Regions from separate parts of the Mus musculus genome. Here all the other regions are linked to region 2. Evidence: chromatin contacts called from public HiChIP or PLAC-seq data. All regions are on one chromosome and are shown on one strand. The core of a region is the stretch at or near the end of the contact, and the rest is flanking DNA. Distances in the headings are between cores, read along the strand shown.

Region 1 (4,246 bases), core at 1,742-4,241, 260 kb after region 2:
CCAGGGAGCTAACAGGGATCAAGTTCTCTCTGGCTTTGCATCTCCTGGCTCATAGGCCGTGCAGCTCAGTGTTCAGCCTCCTGGGGTCACTTGCTTGTGTCCCAGTGACTCATCAGAAATACCTGGTCGTCAGGAGACTCCCAGGTAGAGAGAGCTAGCAAGAAGCCTTTGCAGGCTGAGAGTCTCTCAGCAGGGCTCTGTCTGGCCTAATTACCCTGGGACAGTCCCTCCCAAGCAGAGAAACTTCTATAATTCAGGTAATAAAATACCTCTTTGAATTTCCTCTAAGCCCATAGTGATTATGACAATAAAACACGCAGTCCTCGGTGGAGACTTTCACCACAATGGCTCCAGGCCTGAGGTTAATAAATGGTAATTAGTCGCCTCAGCGGCAGCCCTTTACGAAGCTCCCAACATGGAAACTGAGGCAAAATGAGGTCAAGGACCTGGCCTGAGGTTATAGCTTCTCATACTGCACCCCCAACTCCAGCCCTGCCAGGAGGCTCTGGACAGTCAACCCCTGCCACGCCCATCACCTTGCATGGGGTCCTTGGATGAGCAGGTCAGACCCCAGCTGGACATGGGTACTGATTTGTGGTAAGACTATATGATACAACGCAGAGCCTGGAACCGTGATGTGTGCCTGTAACCCCAGCACTTGGGAGCCTGAGGCAGGAGGAGGAGGAGTTTGAGGTCTGCCTAAACTACATAGCTGGACCCTATCTCAAACCTGTCACTGACCCCGAGGCTCTGCAGGGCAGGGACTGAGCTGGGTGGGCTTCCACCTCCTCTGCTTCTCCTCAGCACCCAGTCTGCGTGATAGTCCTTGCTTACTGAGAGCTGGTTACTCTTGTCCTCGAAGACCTCAGAAGTGGCAAGCCTCGAGGGCCATTTGGAAGCTAATCCTGACGCCCCCGAGTCCCCAGCCAGGAGGAGCAGAGGCAGGCATCAAATGCCATAGACCTCCCAACTTACAGGTGACAGCATCCACCTTGTGGCTGCCTTAGCTGCAGCTGAAACCTTGGCTGCTGTCAGAATCCAGATTTGGGGGGCTAGCGATGTGCACAGAAGGGGCCAGTGGCTCTCCAGGAAGCCTCAGACCTTCACCACCAGACTAGACTCTGAGGCACCCAGCCCTGTGAACTGGACAGCTTCTAGGTCCTCCATTTATCCAGCATGCAGACAGACAGACTTCCAGGACAGCATCATACAAGCCAATCAAGTAACTCCCCAGCTGCAGCATGCATCCACTCAGTCTTCTGAAGAGCCCTGACTCAGAACCCTCAGTGGTACTGACACACAGTAGACCTACGAGAGGCAAGCAAGAGCATATCGCCGGGACAGTTGGTGTGATAACACAGATGCAGACACTAACAAGCAGGTAGCATATACAGTGGGGATACTCTGGGACCGTAGAATGACCCAGGTGTTAGCCTTGGTTCTCAGCCTGACTTGTTCTGGAATCAACTATGAGATAAACCTCTGAGCACTCCATGGGAGGAGCAGCGGATGAGTGCACAGTAGGTACAGCCTGCCGGGCTGGGCTGGACCCACTCTCCACACAACATGTCCACCTGCTCAGATGAGGGCCTATGAGGACCTAGAAAAGCCTCACCCCAGAGACTGGAAACATGGAAACACACTCAGGGGTAGGACCTCTTTGGGGATCACTGCTAACTGCAGGATTGCAAGACATGATTTTATTTTTTCTTAAAAACTGAAATTACAGGTTGGGGATTTAGCTCAGTGGTAGAGTGCTTGCCTAGCAAGCACAAGGTCCTGGGTTTGGTCCTCAGCTCTGGAAAAAACAAAAAACAAAAAACTGAAATTACAATGGGGGCGTTGGATGGGGTAGCGTGCATGCCTTTAATTCTAGCATGAGAGGCAGAGGCAGGTGGATCTCTATAAGTTCTAGGCTTGCACGGTCTACAAATTGAGTTCCAGGATAGCCAGGGTTACATAGTGAGACTCTGTCTCAAACAAACAAACAAAACAACAGCAACAGCCATTGCAGAGGAGGGAAATGGAGAGGCCCACCCCACCCCACCCCACCCCTCTGCTGAACAGTTGTGCAGACGTTTCCCTCCACATTCATATCAATACTTTAAAAAAATAACTCCCATGAGGATTGTAGCATCTTTCTTATTGAATGTTTATTGAGACCAAGTGTATAACAATGGCTCTACAAAAGATGTATTTGTTGTTGATGGTGTGTGCACTCCTGTGCTGGTACCTGCAGGGGCCGGGAGGTCAGGCTACCTGGAGCTGGAGTTACAGGCATTTGCAAGTCCAGGAACTATCTTCTTGTCCTCTGCAAGAGCAGCAAGTGCACGCTCTCTCTCTCTATCTCTCTCTCTCTCTCTCTCCGCCCCCCAGCCTCTTTCCACCCCCAAGGTAAGACTCCTTAGTGTCATATAATCCCAGATCACCTCAAAACAACGCTGAAAAGGAAGTTAACACCGAAGGGCCTCTTCTGGTGATGGCTCTGGGCCAGACCTAAGGACAAGAAGTAAAAGTATAGCCATTCCTACCTTCATGGGCTCCTGCCCTCCAGGGAAAGGAAGAGGGTGAGTTACAAGAAGGTACTGTAACTCTCTCTGTCTGTCTCTGTCTCTGTCTGTCTGTCTGTCTCTCTCTCTCTCAGCAGGGAGGGAGAGATGAGCAGTTTAGGTTGCCATATAGCTGTGCAAAGGCCCTGGGGCAGGAGAGAATTGGATGTCATGGCGAGCCCAGAGGTAGTGTGCCTTGGGTGGGTAGGTGGGGGATGCAGAGGACCTCAAGGCCACAATCACATTTTGCTCTTGGCTTCTATGACAACAATGTCACACTTTAGGTGTGACATTTACCCCCTCCCCTGCTGTCTTGTGTGTTGAAGGCTTGGCCTCCAGCTGGTGGCACTATTGAGGTGACTGGATAATGATGCTCTCATAGTGGACTACAGGGGGAGGGGCCTGTTGTGTGAAGTAGGACCCTAGGACCCTGTACCTTGTCCCTGGTCCTCCTTCCTGTTCCTGCCTCTGGTCCTTCATGAGGCAATAAGTTCCCTAGGCACAGAGTAACCTCCATCCTCCACACACTAGCCCAGAAGACAGCGTAGTCAAGTGACTGATGACAAAGTCCTTCAAAACCCTGAGCCAAGCACATTCTTTCCTCTTTAAATAGTTGGGCCTCAGTCAGGTCTTTGGTGAGTCTGGGGACAGGTGGCCAGGGCCTCCACCTTATTCCTTCAAGCGAGGAAGCAAACACAGACACTGTAAAGTCTGCAAGTATTTTCTTTAAAGGTCAGATAGTGAGTACGTTCGGCAGTGGGCTCTCAAGGGAGTACCGCGCAGCTCTGTTGTGGAAGGGAAGCAGCAAGGACACACAGACACACACATACAGACACACAAATAACCAGTGCAGCCAGTCCAAAGACGACAAACTGCAATTCCCTCACTCACCTAGCTGGCAGCTCTCCTTGACTGCTGTGGCTGAGCTGAGAAAAGATGATGTCGCAGAAGAGAAAGCCGCTGAGGGGAGGGGGAGATGAGCCATGAATGCAGAAGCGAAACAAAGAGACACAAAGTTGCAGGATCCTTGGGAGCTGGCGATACCGAGTTAGAAGCCTAACTTTGCAGGCAGAGGGGAGTCTGTGCAGAGGCTCAGTTCCACAGTGGGCATGGAGGGAGAGAGCTGGAGTCTCCACTGACACATGGGTAGCTCACTTAGTCGAGATGCACAGAGGTGTTAATCCCACAGATGGTAGGAGAGAGACCACAACCCAAATCATCATCATGGCCAAACTGATTGAAGCAAGCAATTAATTAATGCAAGCTTTTTTTTTCTTTTAAACTTGTGAACACAGGCTGTCTCCCACTAAAGGTGGTTCAAGAACTTAGCATTGGACACGAGTAAGATAGGGGCTTTTATAGTTCAGGAGTAGGGGGTTTCCAAATGGGAGATTTGGTGGTAAATAGGCGTGGTTACAGAAGCAGAACATAAACATAGCAAGTTGGTCACAACAACCTTTTGAAGCAAAGACATGGCTGCGTTTCCTGGAATAGACAGTACAGGGCCATTTATAGTTAAGGTTACAGGTGGGGCATAGCCCAATCCTTGGGAAACATTTAATCATAGACAAGAATGAGCCCAGGTTACCTTTACTAAAAGATTGCTTTCAAGCCCAAGATGGAGACAGGCTGGTACTTCAGGATAAATCATGATTCATATGCTCGTACATTCTACAATGCTGTCCTGCCTGAGGCTT
Region 2 (3,816 bases), core at 771-3,270:
AGCCCAGACCCCTCGAAGCTGTGCGTGGTCAACCTCCAGGCATTCCACGCCCCATCTCTCCTCTCCTTTCTTCCTTCCTTTCTTTCCTTCTTTCTTTCTTTCTTTCTCTCTTTCTTTCTTTCTTTCTCTCAACTACTCTTTTTTTTTAATTGTATTTTATTTATTATTATACGTAAGTAGACTGTAGCTGTCTTCAGACAGACCAGAAGAGGGCGTCATATCTCACTACAGATGGTTGTGAGCCACCATGTGGTTGCTGGGATTTGAACTCAGGACCTTCGGAAGAGCAGTCAGTGCTCTTCTTACCCGCTGAGCCATCTCACCAGCCCCTCTCTTTCTTTCTTAAGGTCTTGTTCATCCTGAACACTAGTCTACCCTTCTTCCTCATGGGTAGTTCATTTTGCCACCAGGCACAAGACCAGACACGTCTCCCACTTGTGGAATCACAGAACCACAGTGGAACAGGACGGGTTTTTGGAGTGCCCATGGCTAGCCTCCCTTATCAGCTGAGGCTGCTCAGCCACAGCCATGACTGTGGGAGTGCGGGGAGCCGCAGGTGCTGGCTGCAGAAGGAGGAGGGATTAGCAGAGCCCGGGTATACTTGAAGTCCAAGATACTTCAGTGTATCCATTGCTTCTTTCTGTTTGATTGTGTTAAGATCTCTGCAAATGGCTACAAAAACAGATGCAGGCTTAGAGATAGAGACTAGGGTGTGGCCCCAGCCAAGTGGCGCCTGTTTATAATCTCACACACAATCTCACACACTCATGACAGAGGCAGGAGGATCACCACATGCCCAAGGCCAGCCTGGTCTATGTAACAAGTCTCTGTGTCAAAAAAAAATAGACAGGTTTGGCTGAATACACCTCTTTAACCCTAACATGGGGAGGCAGAGGCGGCAGATCTCTGCCAGTTGGAGGCCAGATTGTTTATGTAATGAGACCCTGGGTCAAAAAGAGAAACACAGAAAGAGAAGGGGGTGGGGAGGGAAAGGGGGAGGGGAGGGAGAAGAGAGAAGAGAGGAGGGGGAGAGGGAGAGAGGGGGAGAGGGAGAGAGGGAGAGAGAGGGAGAGGGGGAGAGAGGGAGAGAGAGGGAGAAGACCCTGGCCATCCCTTCCTGACACCTACTCTTTAATGGAAATGCCTTACAAGCAAACGCTTAGCCTTAGTTCTCCACCTTGTGGTCAAACTGTGGCATTGCGTTCCCCCCCCCCATGCTTTAGGCTCACGCATGGAGGGAGGATTTGGAGTCAGGATTAAGGCTTCTCTCCAAAGTCCCAATGTAAGGGCTGAGACCAATTCCTGGTCCTCACAACCCCAAGCCACAGTTCCCAACGATACAACTGAAGACACACCTCTCAGAGTAAAGGCCCAAGGAGAAGAGAATTGAAAGCCATCACTGTGTCTCAAGAAAGTGTGTGTGTGTGTGTGTGATCTTTGTGTATGTCTGCATGTATATGTATCTGTGTATATCTATGTATATCTGTGTTTTGGCCTCAAACTTACAGGGACCCTCCTGCTCCTGCTTCCTGGGGGCTGGGGCTGTGGAGTACACACACACACACACACATACACACCAGCCTCGGCCTTCCTCCAGAGAGGAAGAAGTGAAAAGAAAGCAACGGGCAACATTTTACATTGATTTTATTTTATTTAATTAGTTAGCTCACATACATAATAATGATTTTCTTTACCAAAAAAAAAAAAAGTGCTGTTGACGTCATGAATTTGCATGTCATCTGCACTAAGGCCTGGTGTCCTTCCCGTCAGCACATGTGTGCACAGTTCTGGGGTCTGAATTTGGAACTCAGAGCCTGGGGCTTCAAACTCCAGGTGGGGACTGACCAGGAAGATAGTGAGTCCGCAGGGTATTCCCGAGCGGGGCTCAGGAATGAAGTTAGTAAGGCCAGAAGTCATACCTCCCTTCACGCCGGGCTTCTTCCTGCTCACGGCCAGCTCCCTCCAATGGAGCCTGCGCTGCGAGGCATGTGTCAGGTGCGCAGAATGTAAGGCATCTGGCGATGAGCTTGCCCAACACTCCCTGGATTTTCAGAAGAGGAAACTGGAAGGCTGAGGGAAGAGAGGCCTCCCCTCAGGACACCGCGCAGCTATCAGGAACTGCGTGTGTGTGAGCGGCAGCTGCAAACTGTGTGTCTGAGGTCACAGCCCTTCATCCACATCTGGCAAACAGCTCCTTCTGCAGCAGCCTTGAAAATCTGTACTTTATAGCTCTGCTGTCTTACCTTCCCAGAGTCCTTGCTAATCTCCCAGATAGGAAACTGGCCCTGGGAAGATAGCGTGGTGTGGGGGTATCCAACTTATCTTCTGGGACAGCTTTGTGATCCAACACAAGATCTAAGAACATCGTAAGATTTTGTTTTATGATATTGTAATTCTGTCCAGTTCTCAAGTATGAGCTTTATAGATGACAACTAGTGTCAGAATGCCACGTAAAATAAATACATGCATGTTCTCACAACCCATGGGCCATGTTGGACATCTCTGTAAGGCTAAGACTTGGTGAGAGCTGCCCAGTCTCCACTGGACTCCAGGCAAGGGGCTCATCACCACTGACGTGTGTGATCCACACACAAAAGGCTCTGAGCTGTTCCGGAAGGCAGTGGGGTGAAAGGGTTGGGGTCGGGTGATTCGCAGTATGTTGACCTACTGTGCATGAAGCCCTGGATCTGATCCCTAGAGCAGTTTAAACTGGGTGTGGTGATGCAGGGCACAAGCCCAGCACTTGGGAGGTAGAGGCTGGAGGGTCAGGAGTTCAAGACCATCCTCAGTTACAGAGTTCAAGGCCATCCTGGAATCCATTGGACTTTGTCTCAAGAAAGTGGGAGAAGGGACAGTTAGGCGTTCTGGGTTCGGGAGCAATGTGCTCTTGGGGAGCTATCTTCAGAGTTTATATAATTTTAGGTAAGAGGTGGGCATGGTGGTGGTTCGTGATTTTAATCCCAGGAGACAGATGCTGGAGAATCTCTGAGTTTGAGGCCAGCCTGGTCTACAGAGTGAGCCAGGACTACACAGAGAAACCCTGTCTCAGAAATAAATAAAACAAAACAAAATAACAACAACAAACCAAAAATACTTTAGGTATTTTATGCAACCTGGGTCAAATGATTACTCTCATTCAGTTCTATTCAGTGTGTGTGTGTGTGTGTGTACATGTGTGTGTGTGTCTGAGTGTGCTTGTATCTGAGTGTGTGTATGTGTGAGTGTATGTCTCTCTGTGCGTATCTGAGTGTATGCATTTGTGTGTCTAAGTGTGTATGTCTGAGTGTGAGTATCTGAGTTTGCGTGTGTCTGTATTATTGTCCAAGTGTGTCCATGTCTGAGTGTGTATATGTGTGAGTGTGTGTCTCTGTGTATATGTCTGAGTGTGAACATCTGAATGTGTGTGCACGTGTGTGTGTATGTGTGTCTTTGTCTGAGTGTGTCTGTGTGTGTGTCTCTCTGTGTGTATCTGAGTGTCTAAGTGTGTGTGTCTGAGGGTGAGTATCTGAGTGTGTGTGTGTATGTCATGAGCATGTGACAGGGATTGCACATGCAGGGGGAGGCCAGAAGTCAGTTACTCTTCTGTAGTAGGAATTTATAATCCTAATTAAGCCTACATAAAAGAGACACAATTCACTTATTTTACTTACAAGCCATAAGCCTAGATTGGGCATATCTAAGGCTATGCTAACTTATTCCCCAGTTATAACGTGCCTTGTTACTGGCTATTCCTCCTGGTCACACAGTTCTGGTCCATAGTGGTTTCCTCCTCTGTTCCCCGTCTTCCTCTCTCTCTCTTTCCCTACAACCCCTCTC
Region 3 (3,788 bases), core at 1,040-3,539, 320 kb after region 2:
CCACATGGTCCACACCTTTTCAAGAACAGCTCCCTCGTGTAATTAATTAAGCCTGTAATTACAGACCAATCTTTAAAAACGTAATTTGTAGTTTCTCTACAATACTCCTTCTAAATCTAACTTCTGATGTGGGCTAAATTATATTGGAGCCAATTTTTACTACATGGAGACTCGGGATAAACCAGGCTTCGTTGATGATTGATTGAAATACACTGTTTTCATATTTATTGCTTTAATAGCCGCGATCTCTCTGGAGCCCTGGATCTGGGCTAGGCAGGACTCTGCAGGCTTTATTGCCAGCTCTGGGATAGACCAGGAGGCCCCTCTGCCTGTGGGAAGTAACCTGCTCCAGGGCTGGAGTTCCCACCTGCACCTGGGTGTGCCTCAGGATTTTGGTGCAGCGGGGGCATCCTTCACACACTCCCGCAGCCTCTTTATTATCCATTTAGCGGTTGTTGTTCTTGTTGTTGATTCTTCTAAAAGCCACAGGGCCAAGTATAGCTTTCCCTTACAAGAGTTTTTAGGAGCTAGAGCTGGGGCTCGGCTGGTAGAGTGTTCACCTACTATGCACAAAGCCCTGCCTTTGATCCCCAACACAGCATAAACTGGGTATAATGGCACATGCCTTTAATCCCAGCCCTGAGGAGGTGAGGCAGGAGACTGGGGAGTTCAAGGTCAGCCTTAGCTACAGTTTCAGCTTGGAGTTGCACTGGTTCACAGGAGACCCTGTGTCAAAAGAAATGAACAAAGCCTCTGGGTTTGAGGAGTCTCTGCACACAGGATAAAGAGGCAGGGACCTTTAAAAAGAAAGCATCCAGGCCACAGGCGCTTGCCAAATGCTTCAGGCCAACTTTATTGACTTAGCCTAATAGGAAAAAAACGGGGCCATGGTGTTCTGGATTCCAGGGTAGCTTTAGCTTTGCTTTGTCCCCTGACTCCTGAAGTAAGGCCAGGCTAGGCACAGACTGCCTGGGGGGAAAGCTAAAAGAAAATGACTGGGGGGAAGGAGTCAAAAGAAAGCTGTGAGAGTCCAGCTACGCCTTCTCATCCCCCATGGAGAGCCAGCACCTCTGAACAAAAGAAGTCCACCAGAGCCCACCTCTCAGCTGCCCAGTGTGAATTTAGGTCACTTCCAGGAAATGGAGGACCACCACCAGCACTAACAACCCCGACCCTGCCCCCTACCCCTCCCATCTTCCCCCATCCCCACCCCTGCATTTCTGGACCCTTTAGCATAGTCCTGAGAACACGTGGATTTTTTTTTTTTCTCCAGAGCCCTCACCAGGGAAGCCTTCATTGGCTCCTCTTGGGAAGGAGGCCTTGCTTTGGGCAAACATCTGCCCAAAGGGTCTAACACAGGCCTTTCTGCCTAAAGATCTCCTTGTTTTGGATTTTCACCCCGGAGACAATTTTCTCATTAAGTGGCTAGTAATCGCTCGGGATTGCTCATCCTGACTCTGGGGAGGAGCTGCTCCGCTCCCAAAATACCTTTGAGTCACTGGGGTTTCTATCACCTTGCATAAACTTTGAATTATTCTTTGTGTTGAGAAGATTATTATTAAGAAACACGCCCTCGAGCGGTCTGTACTTGCCTTCCCGCTTCATTCGGCAAGCTCTGCTGTACAGGGCGGCTGCCGAGCTGCTCCCCAAGGCTTGCCCATGTGGCCCAGATGCAAAGACCCCAGGGCGGGGCTGCCTCAAGAGCCCAGACTGCCTTCCCATCCTGTCTTCCCTGACAACGCAGAGTTACAGCGAACTGTTCTCTTAGAACAGGATGCCAGCCCCCTCCCATCCTCAGGAGGGAACACTCAGCACCCCCTCCACCTCCCCCGATTTTTATTTATTTATTTATTTATTTTTAGTGTCTTAATATGTAGCCCAGGCTGGTCTTGAACTCGCATCCTTCCTCAGCCTTCCGAATGCTGGAATTATACGCATGTGCTATTACACCCAGCTGAACACGCGCGCGCGCGCGTGCGCGCGCACACACACACACCTTGCACACCTTGCCTCTACTTGATAGAACAGCGGTCTTAAGGACGCGGCTGACACTGCAGAGCCAGGGGCAGCAGGTTTTAATACTCTCTACCCATTCACACTTGCACCCCGAGCAGGCGTAAAGATAGACACTTTTACTGGGGAAGCGATTCTCCTACAAAAAACGCAAGGCGGTTAAAGCCTAGCCAGGTAGACGCCACAGAATTCCGTGCAAGTTCCAGCAGCTGGAGGCCCCGCTGGGATGGATGCGCGCTACTGCGGCCCCCTCTGCTGGCAGCCTCAAGGCTGCGCCTTCCGGGGAGGTGGCCAAGCAGGAGGCTGCACAGCCAAGCCCTCAGACCGGGTTTACAGCCATGGGATGTGAGATCCCAGCCACCATCCCACCATTTCCACAAAAGAGAAGGCGTTTCCAACAAAAACACAGGAGCGCACAACTGCAGAAAAGATCAGCCCACAGCCCGTGTGCAGGTCTTGGCAGTGATGGACAGCTCTGTACGGCATAACTGAGAGGTTATTAGACACCCAGAGAAAGTATAATGACCCCACCGCCCTGGGGTTCTGCACGGTTCTGCCTTACAGTATGCCTCAAGCACCACGCGAGACGTACGAACGTTAAAAGTTGGCTATTTATCGGAATTTACATTTATCTGAGTATTTAAAATATTTTGCCTATTTCTATATAGCGATGCTTTTTTTCTCTAGCCTCAGACTTCTAGACTCCATCTTGCTTGTGTTCAGTTACCTGGAACTCAAGGGCGGCTTGCTTCCAAGGACGAAACTTGATTGGTCCCCAACAGTCCTGAAAATCTATTGCTGGCCAGGGACTGGGTTAGAAAGATCACGTGACATAGTTCTGGCCAATGAGACTTGAGGAAATCTGCATCTTTTGGCGCCCGAGAGAAAGCGGTGCGTCAAGTGAAAGGAACACGGCTTTCTTCCTGCCTGAACCGGGCTGAACATGTTATATGTAACCACCTTGCAACCAGGACGGATGCCTGGGATGTGAAGGAAATATGTGAGAATAGCAGAGTAGAAAGATGCATCCCCCCCCCCACCCCACCCTTGGCTCCTGAACCTTCGAGTTGTGGCGGGTCCTGGAGGCACTGCTAACTGGAGTTAGCAAGGACTAAAGTGGTGCCTTCTCCTCCTCGCTCCTTCCACGCCAAACACAGCCCAGGGACAGGGAGGTCTCCTTGGCCTCTTCCAAGAGGAGCATCCGAGCTTATGTGTCTTGCTGAGGGACTGCGTCCCACGCCTTAATGTCAGGCTGCCTGTAGCAGATGTGTGTCCCTAGGGCCATGTCTCATGGTGGAGGAGCCGACTAATGTAAGACCAGCTGGTGGTTTTCACCCTGGCAGAAACCTCCCAGAGTGCCAGGGGTCCCAGGTCCCTGTTACGGACGTTTCCTGTTTACCGACATTCTGATTGGCGACTAGGTTGAGCTGATTGGCCTCCTGGCCAGCAGCTCAGGACAGTGTCTCAATTGATTGTAATTGTGTCATTGGGGGCAAAAGAGTGCATTGTGACTGAAGGGGGTGTGGCCAGTGCTCATACTAAAAGGAATCCAACTCCAGAATCCTTCCCCAGGGACCTGGGACAAATGACCTCAATTCTTTTAGTCTCCAGTTCTGTCCTTGGAGGGTCTGGGACCGTCAGGATAGTTGCCAGGGCTCTTGTCTGATGTGAACATAAGAGGATGGTGTGCCTCATGGTCCTGGCAGCCAATGGTGTGACACAAGTCAAGACAGAAGGCTGAGGGGCCTGCCTGATGAAGAGGCCCCAGCTCAGAC

Evidence for each region. HiChIP or PLAC-seq counts read pairs in DNA pulled down with a chosen protein or histone mark.
Region 1: an H3K27ac HiChIP or PLAC-seq map of trophoblast stem cells shows a contact between it and region 2, with 6 times the contacts expected there. The contact joins two enhancer-like sites. A contact is called at or near these places in 65 of 484 Hi-C or Micro-C datasets (the 3T3-L1 cell line, 3T3-L1-derived adipocytes, the 63-12 cell line and 45 more) and 8 of 115 datasets of contacts at active chromatin or transcription factors (acute myeloid leukemia, bone marrow-derived dendritic cells, embryonic stem cells and 1 more).
Region 3: a contact with region 2 is called in an H3K27ac HiChIP or PLAC-seq map of trophoblast stem cells, with 6 times the contacts expected there. The contact joins two enhancer-like sites. A contact is called at or near these places in 2 of 484 Hi-C or Micro-C datasets (olfactory sensory neurons and trophoblast stem cells) and 5 of 115 datasets of contacts at active chromatin or transcription factors (craniofacial prominence, embryonic forebrain, embryonic stem cells and 2 more).

What each region holds. Positions count from the first base shown.
Region 1 is chr2:172,760,735-172,764,980 of GRCm38.p6, forward strand. No RefSeq gene overlaps it. Among named protein-coding and RNA genes, the nearest start is that of 1700055K11Rik, 97 kb to the right of the region's middle. Within about 2 kb of position 2,992, at least 6 of the 459 cell types and tissues checked have an H3K27ac peak or open chromatin away from gene starts, as enhancers often do. A contact at or near this core is called in trophoblast stem cells, where this site is marked.
Region 2 is chr2:172,500,376-172,504,191 of GRCm38.p6, forward strand. The region is part of intron 2 of Gm40009 (a long non-coding RNA gene); the gene reads left to right. Among named protein-coding and RNA genes, the nearest start is that of Gm40009, 8.0 kb to the left of the region's middle. Within about 2 kb of position 2,021, at least 16 of the 459 cell types and tissues checked have an H3K27ac peak or open chromatin away from gene starts, as enhancers often do. A contact at or near this core is called in trophoblast stem cells, where this site is marked.
Region 3 is chr2:172,823,117-172,826,904 of GRCm38.p6, forward strand. No RefSeq gene overlaps it. Among named protein-coding and RNA genes, the nearest start is that of 1700055K11Rik, 35 kb to the right of the region's middle. Within about 2 kb of position 2,290, at least 17 of the 459 cell types and tissues checked have an H3K27ac peak or open chromatin away from gene starts, as enhancers often do. A contact at or near this core is called in trophoblast stem cells, where this site is marked.